Linked DNA regions of Anas platyrhynchos: region 1 is linked to region 2. The links are chromatin contacts, called in public Hi-C maps. All regions are on one chromosome and are shown on one strand. Each heading gives the region's core, a stretch centred on a gene start, on an enhancer-like site or on the middle of the called end of the contact. The rest is flanking DNA. Distances are from core to core; before and after follow the strand shown.

Region 1 (5,488 bases), core at 1,320-3,819, 55 kb before region 2:
GTTCTTCTAAAGCTATAAAATGCATCCTTCAAATCCTAAAAAGCTTAAATTGATTTGGTGAAATCACCTTCATGTTGTTTCCTTACAGCGTCCATCTCGACAGGAAAATTCAGTGAAATAGTAAGCTATCAGAATTATTTTCAAACAATTTTTGTTGTTGTTGTTTGAAAAATTATTGAAATTCAATATTTAGGATAGCAGAGTTGTTTTTAAATGGGGCATTCACTAGGGATCTCTTGGAAAATAAGGAATTTATCTTGTATATTCTCTAAAAAGAGGTTCTGAATCTGTTTTAGTTTAATTTCCAAGATGCGTTTTTTTGGGTTGCTTTTTTCTCCCCTTTCCTCTATTCCTTTCTTTTCCGTTCACTTTTTTGCATGCTGTGTGATTTCAGTAAGAACTTGGATCCTAACTTGCATGTAGTTCTCAACAGAATTTTGCATATGCATTTGGGGGAGGGTGGAGTAGGGAGAAACTTGTATGATTAGAGCCTGATTAGAGCCTTAAAGCGTAATCAAGTTGTAGTTTAGTTTAGATGAATTGAAAGAGGTACGTGGAGGTGCCCAATAGGTGGAGCTAAACATCAAGCAATGCCATTGCGTACTACTGGATAAAATTAAACTAAAAACTCAACCTCCAGAAAAGGCCCCCACCATGGCAGCAGATGTGGAAAAGAAGTAACTTCATTACTGGGCTGTGAAAGTACACTGCTCCTTATCTCTGATCCCTTTGGGATGTTGCTTGAAATGTTTCTGTGGTGTAGAAAAAATCTTGTAGTGAAATACTTTTAAAGATAAAAGTGGTAAATTGCAGTGTGGCACACCTGGTTCCCTGGTGACTTCATTGATACCACTCATGACAAATAGTTCACACAGGCAAAGTGTTTAAATTAGACTCCTAAGAAACCCTAATCCTAAGCAATCAGGTGAGAGCAGGTTACCTACTGGAAGTTAGCTAGCCATTAGTTCAGCTTGTTAGAAGGCTGCGGGGGTGCAGCACAGGTTTTGAAGGGATTCATATCATTTATGCACTTTGTGTTTTTTAGAGATTATACAGCATCGAGTGTGCATGCCAAGGATGCTATATATCGTGGCAAGGTTGCTTCCAGCACTTGAGTAGCTTTGTGCATCTCTGCACGTGTATCTCTGTATGCAAGTAAGCATGCGGACCATAAAATGGGATTAATCCAGGTGATGAAGCATTTTGTATGTTGGCTGTTCATGCTGTGGTGTCGCAGTTCCTGTGGAGAGAAGCTTGTCCCTACGGGGAAAAAGAGCAGAAGTAATTACTGCAATGCACACTGCAAGAAAAACAAGTTGTAAAAGGCTAGCGTGCATTGCAGGCTTGCAGAGATGGTTAAAGCTTCTAGCTTTAAAGATTTCTTTGCATTAAGACTTTTCAAACTAGTGTTAATCCAATTCCCCTATTTAAGTGAGCCATCTCAAAGGAATTGTAACCAGCAGTGAAGCTGTGTGTTAAAAGTGGGGTGTGATTTTATGCTAGAGGATAGAAACAGCCTGGGATGTAGTTCTGAAGGGGTTGCTTTATCATTCTCCCTGCTGGCTGCCCTGGCTGAGCTTTGTGCCATGTAAATGAGTAAAAATTGCTAGTGTTACCTACTGCTAGTTGTGTTTAAGTTATTGTAACAAAAAACTCCAAAGGATTTTTGTCAACTTTTCTTAATACTGCTTGCTTTGAACAGGCACAAAGAACACATACGTGTGTCCAGTCAGTTTTCACTGTGAAAGATGAAGTTCAAATACTAGTTTATATATATCAAATGTTGCTAATTCACAGGTTGTATTTAATTTAGCTCATTCAAAAGCATTTCTTAATGTGAGTTACAGCCAGACTAATGCAAAAAGCAGCAGTTACACTAGGTGTTTTTAACAGCAATGTGGATTTTTTGGCTTTTCCCAGTATTGGAGTTGAATGGTGTTGGGTTGTTATAAGTAAACTAATGATCAATGTATTGATTTTTATGAAAGCTGCAAAAATACCTGACTTGGCATAAAAGACAGATGTGTACCCTAACCCTTTATACCTCTTGTTTTTCCCCTCCTAAGATTTTGCCCATACTGTAATGAGGAGTTTGGTAACGCCAGCCTGGCGTGGCTTGAAGCAGCAAGAAGTGACTGAAATGGTTCAGGTGCTGAAGTACCTCTGGGTAGAAAGCCAGGGTGTTTACCACTGGTTTGGTTGTTGTCCCCTGCTCAGTGAGGACAAACAGATCAACAGTCAGCTGGCACTTCACCAGTGAAAATCTGTGGAGGCAGCTTGTTTATTCCTCTAGAAAGTGACAGATCTTTCAGTGGTTTTGGTGTCTTCTCGATATCCTCGGATATCCCACGTCCTGTTCAAATGTTCCTAAAAATGCTGTTTCTGATCTTTTCAGGGTTGCAGAAGCTGCCAGACGGTGAACTAAATGCTGCGTGGAATTTTTTGTTCAGCTACATAATTACTTCTCAAACTTACCTTTTAAATGATTTGTGTGTACTTCGTACCTCATTCAAAGAAAGGAGAGCATGCAATGAGAATATGCATGCCAGCATATCTCTTGTGAGAGGGAATTACAGCATCTTCCTTGTTCTGATGCTGAAGGTCAAACCGATTGCATGTCGTAACACGCACTATTCTGGCTGAAGGCAAATGGCCTTGTTTGTGTCGAAGGACACTTGGAAGGAGTTCTATTTTTGTAAAGGAAAAAAAGTGCTGCAGGGAAAAGTCTTGCCTGTGATTGCTTTTCCATTCTGCATAAGGTGGCTCTTTCTGAAACAAGGTAGCTGCCCATGCTGTCTTAAGAAGCATATCTAAGTGCATCTTAGATAGATTGGAGTTAGGCTTGTATTTCCTCAGCCATACAAAGAAGTTCATTTAAAGAGATGAAAAAGGTTTTCAAGAAGAGTTTTTGCGTGCTGCAGTCCATTCTTCCACATGTTATTTTTCCATGAGATTTCCTATTTTGAGATTTTAGGAGGAACAGGTGGTGGTCAGACTGAGACGGAGGGAAGAGAGGGAGCATAATGTGGTAGGAAAAGTTGGAGGGAGGACCTAAAGAAATACTAGGAGCAGGCGAGCTGATTTCAATAGCTGTCAGTAGTGTCTGCTGCTGTTTCCCTGCAGTGTTTGAGATGGTTTTATCATATGTGACCTGATCCAAGGCACTGCAAGGCACTGTGTGGGGAGAGGAGAGAGCAGGGCTGGTGCAGTGTCCCTTTGTCTAGTCTGGTTCCTCGATGAGTGGCCAAGTGTCTCAGGTTATGTGCTGGCATCTGTCACTCACTTCTGCCTGTGTCCCAGGCAGGATGGCCAGCAGCAACCGCAGCTGTTTTTCTTGGTCGTGAGAGGCTCACCTCAGCCCAGAGTGTGAGGCAGCCAGAGGCCTACCCTGGCTAGTGCCAAGCCTGCATGGAGTCATGGGGGAAACGAGAGGCGAAGGAGACTCCTGAGGCTGAACTGGGAGTCTGGGTATGGGAAGGAAGGGAGACAGGGAACCAGAGTTTGACCTGGATATCAGAGCAGGCTCAGCTCAGATTTCGTCTCCCTACACTCCTCAATGCCCTCACGTATGTCTCCTCGCTGTGGAGGCAGCAGTCCTCCAGGTTCTTTGTACCCACCTGCAGTACGGAGACTGCCACGCTGGTCCTCCTTGCAAGAGCTCCAATTCCAGCAGCTGGCCCTTCCTGGCACAAGAGCACATCTCCCAAAACATGCTCCACAGCACCAGGTTCCTCATGCAACGCCAAGTGCCTCCCAGCTTCCGACCTTCCTCCTTGTCTCAGAGGTTTGCAGCGAGGAAGCCTCTACTTCCTCATGCTCCAGTGGCACACGTGCAATCCACTGACCTCGCTTCACCACCTGAACGTGAACTAAGTGGACAGATCAAGTGACCTTACCAGTCGTGGTGCTGATCAGGGTCTATCCCTCAAGGTTCAGCCAAGCACAGCCATGGTATATTAAAAAGTACAAGCATGGGTAATTTCTTCACCTATTTTTAGTTTTAAGGACTCCGTTGTTTTCTGGGAATTTTTGTTTTAAGAAGACAATTCAGTCCGATAGCTGGTACATACATGTATGTTCTGTTGTCGTGTGCATGTTCTACAGTGTAAAGCTGAGCTTATCCAAAGGACCAGGTCAGAGGATGTTGCCACATCTGAGGAAGCGTGCTCAGATGCAGCTTGCTCACAAAGGGCAGGGGAATGCTAACCAAGCTGTGCTGCAGGACTAGTAGAAAGAGCGAGGGCTTTTACCACCTCAGATCCCATAAGGAAAAGTGAGATGAAAAATCTACAGTCTCATGAAAATAACGTGATTTATGCTGCTTGAAATCTTCAAGAAGGGAGAAGGGACTTGTATCAGACAGCAAGGTCTTGGATTCGTTTGGGTGACTCCCAGCAAGGTACTTGGTTTGAAGTCTCAGCTGTACAATACAATACCCCAAGCAATTTGATGTGTTACCATGAGTTTTCGAGGTACCTTCAGCTCTGTCTACTCTCTCCTTCCAGGGTAACATTACAGAATGGAAACTTTGACACAACCTTAATTACAGGCTAGTGCTGCTGTAATATAGCTCCTGTAGGTAGGTCAAAAAGCTTCCCGAGTGTAGCGCGGTGTCCTGGTACGCGCTTCCTGAGGAGCAGCTCTGATGGCTGGCTGCTGAGTAAGGAGAGTGTTAAGCAGTCAAAATCGTTAGATGAGATTAAAAAGAAGGTGCATCACATTACGCTGCTAATCCCTCTGCCAAATTGTGCTGTGTGGGAGAGACATTTAGCCAGAACTTTCCATGCGTTGTCAGCCTGTGGAATCACGCAGGAAATGAATAGCGCTGTGTTTGGGGGAGGGCTTGCTGGCTGGTAGTAAATACCCAATCCTTCTCCACAGAGCACAATGAACTAACTCACCCACGTGTCCTAGAACCTCCTTCTGTTCCCAAAGGTTTCCGAAATAGCACTGCTCAGTGCTTGATCCTTGTCTCCCTTATGTGACCGGTATGTTGCTGGAGACATTTTGGGACTCGCTTTATGCACAGCCTGGTTTCTATGCCAGAACGTCAATAAGGAAGCAAGGTGTTGCTGTGTTGTTGTAGGGGTTTGTTGCTCATCGGGTATTAGGGTTGTTGAGAGCTGTGGAAGATGCGTGGGCTGTGTGGAGGAGGGAAGAAGAACTGCTCGGATTAACAGCTGTGATTAATTGTTGTTCGCAGTGACGCATACGCTTTGCAAACACCAGGCTCACGGAGGTCTCTGCCTCATGAATCTTCCTCATGAATCCCTGTCTGGTGCCTGTCATGAATGGATCTTCTGGTTAGGCCTCTCCTAACCAGGTCTTTAAAGGCCTTTTCAGATTCAGATTCCGGTTTAAAAGTTGGGCCCTATTCTAACTTGTATTTGAACCAGTCTAAATCCCACTGTTGTGCCACTTGGTGCAGGCTGGACTGCGAGAGGTGGTGGAAAAGGAAAGAATTACGGTCTGGGAGAGGATGCCAGAG
Region 2 (5,538 bases), core at 2,877-5,376:
CCTGTGATCCTGTTCCTTGAAACCTACCGCTGAAGTGATCACACGAAGATAGAAAGGCACACGGGAAAGAAGAAGGAAGGCAGGGACAACATTCCATGCAAGAAATGCAAAAGAAGAAAAACCCTTTAGAAAACAAATATACATAAGGGCCAGACTCGTTAATATGACTTACATGCCACTTATCTGTCAGTGTCTGACCTTTCTTGTTGGCTAGCTCTAAGCCTCCTCAAGTCAGTGATGAGGCCAGAGGAATATGAGTCACACCAAATCGAAAGAGCCATAGGACTGGAAAAGTGCTACACAAACAGAAGATGAGGCACTGGAGAGCAAAACCAACCAGTATGAAGAAATCGAGGAAGAAAAAATGACATAAAAAAAAAAAAGACACCCATGTTATGTTCCTAGTGATGGAATGGGAGCAGCCATACACGTTCTTCGCCCTGTGACAGCCATCTCAAGAGCTTTTGGATAGACTGGAAACAGTCTCCCAGTGAGACACAGCCTTTGATGCCATTACAAACAGATATTTTCAATAGCTCTTTTATCAGATTCAAAGTGGGAGAAATTGATGCCATATGGAGATTCACATGAATACATGCCTAATCACTTATTTGTGCCCAAACAAACTTTTTCTCTACAGGAACATATGAGTAGCCCATTGATGTGGGGATAACTATTCTGGCAGCTATCAGGTACTCCTGTTATGAAGTGGAAAAGAGGCAGCTGGTGCTCTGATTATACCCACGATAGAAGTTTGATTCACACATAAGCCCGTCAAGGTCCAGCTGAGCCTAAACGATATGCTGAGCTTGCTCCAGTAGCCAAAACGAACCAGCTCGAATAGCCAAAGTCAAGCTGTGTAATGATGTAGGTTGTGTGCAAACACGCAGCCACCTCTGAGTCCCTGAACCAGGTGGCCACTTACAGCTATCCTTTTCTGGAAATGACTTCTGGCACATGTTGGGGGGTAAGGGGGATGTAAACACAGGTTCCAGAAATTTTACTTGATGTGTCTCCACCCACTCATGTGGGTTTTACACTTGCACGGCCATATAGCTTGGTTCATCTTCCGTGTGATCAGACTTGAGACTGTCACAGGGGTCAGGTTCTTCTAGTGAGGTCTGTCAGCTTCTCCCTAAACTTGACTTGAAGGCTGAGGTTAGTAAATAGGTAATGAACAGGGAGAGGATGCAGCAAGTAGATGTGTCTTTGGAAGCAGTTCTGGGGAGACCCTGGACAACTGGGCCTGGTGAAGGCTGAAACAAGAGAGGTGTGTGTCAGTTTAGTCTACTGGTTTCTCCCACGATGGAGCTGGCATGGATGCTGAGAGCATGTCACAGTGCTCCTCTAGGCCAGGGCAGGTCAAAAGTCAGCAGGTTGACAGAGATTCTGACTGACCCCACAACTGCTGAGCTCCTTTGTGCTGGAAGAGCCTTGTTCCAGCAGCCACTTCAGTCCTCTCTCTCAGAATCTGTTCAATATTTAGTGTTTTCCTTAAATTTAGAACAGCTAATTTATTACCTCGCAAGAATTTTGTCTTTTGTTTAGAACCACACGGCCTTCATGTAAGCAGAAGAAAGCTTAACGATGCAAACACTAAAAGCTTTAAACAATTATTTTGTCAGCCTTCTTCAACTGGGCAGTATTGACAGCGACAACATCCAACAGTGAAACACCCGTGCAAGTGAGGTGCTGCCTAAGATTAAGTTGCCCATCTGTACAACATGAGTGCTCTTTTTGAAGAGAGTCATTTTGGGGAACACGGTGGGTGAAGGAAAGAATTTGTAGCTCCGGAGGCACCAGAAGAGTGTGACCTAGCTCGCTTTCTGAGACGGGAACATCTGCAAAGGAAGCCTGTGTAGACTACCTGCTGTCCAACAAGCTGCAAACTCATGCACACTGCACTTCAAGACTCTCTCTTCTTGCTTCCTCCTTTTGCTTGCAGAAACTCAGATGAATTCTCTATTCCCCTTGTAAACTTGCCTAGACTAATGATATAATGCTTTTTTTTTTCAGTAAGAAAACAGGCTTCGAGATCCCCAGCTGGTTTCTGAACAGGAAACAAACAAATCTGAGCTGCTGTCTCCCCCCAGTGTCAGCATATTTTCTTGTTCAAGGCTGCCACTGTGGCACATACAATGTCCACAGGTAAAGAAACCTGCTGTAACCTACCCAATGAAAGGAAACACAGGTACGTTCTCCTTGGTTGGCCTTCATAGCATTGGTCAAGTCTCTGTCCACATATACTAGAGAAGAAAAAATGGTTCAGATTTGGGAACAGATAAGATCTCTTCTAATTTTTGAACCTCCAGGATATCAGCCTGCTATGAGACCAGACCCATTACAAGCACTAGGGGTTGCCTAGACTGTATTGCTACTATGAAGGAAAAAAAGAATAAAATCCAGGTTGAAACCAGACCTGAAGCCTTAAACACACAAACAGGTTTTCAGATATGGCTGTGGATGCAAAGAGGTCATGATGTGGAGCACTTCTGAGGAGACTCCTCATAACTGCTTTTTTGTCCATGTTCAATCCAGGAACAAAAAAGGGGCTCCTTGTGTTAATTCCAGTCCTGCACGTGTTTAGCATGCTATGTTCCCCCAGATTTTAATACCAGTCTTCAGCTCAATTGTTTTGATGCTAAATGACTTGCTTTAAAGGGAGATTGTGTGCCTTTGGTTCTGCTTATAGGGTAGCTGTATTGAAGAGGAGAATAGCTCTGCTTTCAGTTAAAATATACAAACAAACTACACAGCATTCTTACTATTGGACTAGAAAAATCTACTCCTGGTTGAGATTCCAAAAAAATCTAGTGAGGCCAATATTCAAAGGCAAACGATGACTGCACGGAGCCAACATGCTGCTTGCTTTTGAGGCTGGAAGACACTACACAACCCTGACAATTTCCTCTTAAGGTTTGGGCATGTGGTTTAGCTAAACTTCTTGGTGTGTTTCCTTCAACAATTTCCCTCAAAGCTGTTTAATGGAAGTGGTTAGAAGAGTCTGTCCTCACTAAACACCGCAGAGCCATTTAATTAAATTACCACTCAGTCCCATGTTTGCATACATAGACGACTGCTGAGACAGTGGAAGAAAACAGCTGATTTACAATGGTACTGAAAATTCTCCTGCCAGGCAGTCCTGACACTGCCCTAGGAAAGATACTGCTCTATCTATCCCAGGAACAGGTTTCTGCAATGCTTGCATTCCCTGGTCACCAAGGCTACTGCATGAACAGTGAGATTTTAAAAATCCCTGCAGCTGATGGTGAGTAACGCAAGCACACCAAGAGCTGCCTGAGCACCAGTCGTGCCAGCTGCACACGCAGTCAGATAACGCTTGTGAAAAGGGCACTGCAGCAGAGCATCCTTGCGTGACCACACCAGGCACCTCAGCCTGCAGCCACAGGGAGAGGGCAGGAGCGAGCTGTACCAGAGGCCTCCCATGTCCTGCTGGGGTCCCAAGGCTTCTCCAAGGGCCCTCCACCTCTGCTCTCCCCTCCTCTTCACTCTACACTGTCAGATTTCAGCATCATCTTCGCTTCCACAAGATACAAGGATCTGGAAAGTGCTTTATAATGGAAACGTGAAGGCAAACATATCTGTTGCCATTGCTACACATGCCTAAAACTTTATTTCTGTGCAAAAAAAAAACTATTCTGTTGATTAACTTACCATGACCAAGTTAGCTTACCCTCCAAGATTTGGTGTTATTGAACATGCAGGAATGGCTAGTAATGGCAATAAAAAAACTGTCTCTATTTCCTAGGCCAAGTAACAAATAGTAAGCCATACACAGTCTTCAGACACTATACAAAGCGAAATAATACAAGACACCTCCTATCATTAAACTTCACCAAAGGTTTTCATATTGACATTGTGATTTGCGTTATCCTAAGGTAAATCCCAGGTATGGAAAGTGGTTTGAAAAAGACCTGCCCTGAAAATCGGCTGTATTGGATTTGTTCATCCAGATTTAATAAAAGGCCCGCAAGTCCAAGATTTACACTCCTGCAGGAAGCAGTTGGTCTGCAGAAGCTGCACAGAAACATCCCCAATTCCTTCTGCCTTTCCGTGTACCCTGCACACATCCATGATGCACTCAGTGTTATCTCTTCAAAACCAGCCTCCTGCTTTCAGCTAATCTTTAAAAACTTCCTCCCCTGCAGCTCCAGTGTAGCATTTGAGTAAGCAATAACCAAGGCCATTACTTTTTTTTTTTTTTTACAAAGTTTTTTATTGCATAAATAGAGGCTTAGATATTTTGCTGTACGTATAAAAAGTTGAGATACAGTTTAAGTGAATGTTACTCTTGAGGGTTTTATTCCTTTGACACATCCTTCATCTACGGAAAGCCTTCGTTCTCCCAGGAAAGGAATCCGAGCAAGCTGCCAAGTGTCAGAAAATCTGCAGGGTGGGGAAACAGCAGTGAGAACAGCAGGCATGATATGCTAGCAGCACATGGGCTAAATCTGCCTGCCCACGTGGCACGCTGCAATCGGAGCTAATCACAGCTCCACAGTGCTGACACGGGAGAACATTTTTAGGGCAGGAGCATTCACCCCTTCCCACAGACCCATTATAGAACGACACACTGACTGTCCTAGAGACAGCAGAATTTAGGAAAGACTGGGCCTCTGCTGGGCCATTCTGGGTGACCAAGAAGATTTTGGTCAGGGATGCTTTAATGCCAGTCATTCAACAAGGTCAACGACACACACCAGACCCACAGGCCTTGCGGAATGAGCTCCTTACCCTGGTGCAGCAATCCTTTGGGCTATGGGCTCTGCCAGGCAGAACTCTCTGCAGCCCAGGGCTGCACACAGAGCACAAAAAGGTCTCCTCATGAAAAGCAGCAGGCCTGCTCGTTCACAGGGCAGCGTGCCCTTGTGCCCATCTCCCATTTGTTTATTACTAAAACTTCATATAACTTACACTGTCCGACTTACTCAGCCTAAGCTGAAAGTAAAACGTTCTCACATTTTTCTGTGGCTAGCTAAACTGATTTTAAGAAAGAATTTAAAATGGCAAGTGTGCCCAGACACGAGTCCTCAGTATGATGTAAACAGGGGACTGAAAAACACCTTTGTATTTGTTGGTTTTTGCTATGTGAGTGAACCGCTCTGTTCCCATGGTTATTTCCAGGCCCCATTTCTAGTCACAATTTCCACTCCCCGTTGCATGAAATAAGACAGTGATAGGTTTGAAATCAAAACTAGTAAACATTTCTAAAAACTGAAACTCTCTTCATATGTCAGGTGATGACCTCAAAAAGGGAAATTAAGTTTTCTAGCTTAGTAAAGAGTAACATTATATCAAACTCCCACTGAGTTTACAAAGGGCAGGCAGGAATAGAATTCCCATTTTGCTTCAGAACAGAGAAATGTGAAATGAATTGATACAAAAGTCACATATCAAGCAAGCCTGGGAACATAATCTCAGAACTAAACCACACTCATTTTGCTAATGGATTTGATCCAATCAGGCAATGATTGCTTAAACTTTCAAAATAGTGGGAAGGAATCCAACATGGGGATT

What was found. Hi-C and Micro-C count contacts between places; a contact is called where the count stands out from the background.
Region 1: a contact with region 2 is called in a Hi-C map of subcutaneous adipose tissue, with 2.2 times the contacts expected there. The contact joins two enhancer-like sites. A contact is called at or near these places in 2 of 8 Hi-C or Micro-C datasets (liver and subcutaneous adipose tissue).

Annotation. Positions count from the first base shown.
Region 1 is chr1:111,366,887-111,372,374 of IASCAAS_PekinDuck_T2T, reverse strand. No RefSeq gene overlaps it. Among named protein-coding and RNA genes, the nearest start is that of KCNE1, 9.0 kb to the right of the region's middle. Within about 2 kb of position 2,569, at least 3 of the 8 cell types and tissues checked have an H3K27ac peak or open chromatin away from gene starts, as enhancers often do.
Region 2 is chr1:111,313,504-111,319,041 of IASCAAS_PekinDuck_T2T, reverse strand. SMIM11 (small integral membrane protein 11) reads right to left here. Exons shown (of 5, transcript XM_027449146.3): 5 at 4,212-4,407. Among named protein-coding and RNA genes, the nearest start is that of C1H21orf140, 6.9 kb to the left of the region's middle. Within about 2 kb of position 4,126, at least 5 of the 8 cell types and tissues checked have an H3K27ac peak or open chromatin away from gene starts, as enhancers often do.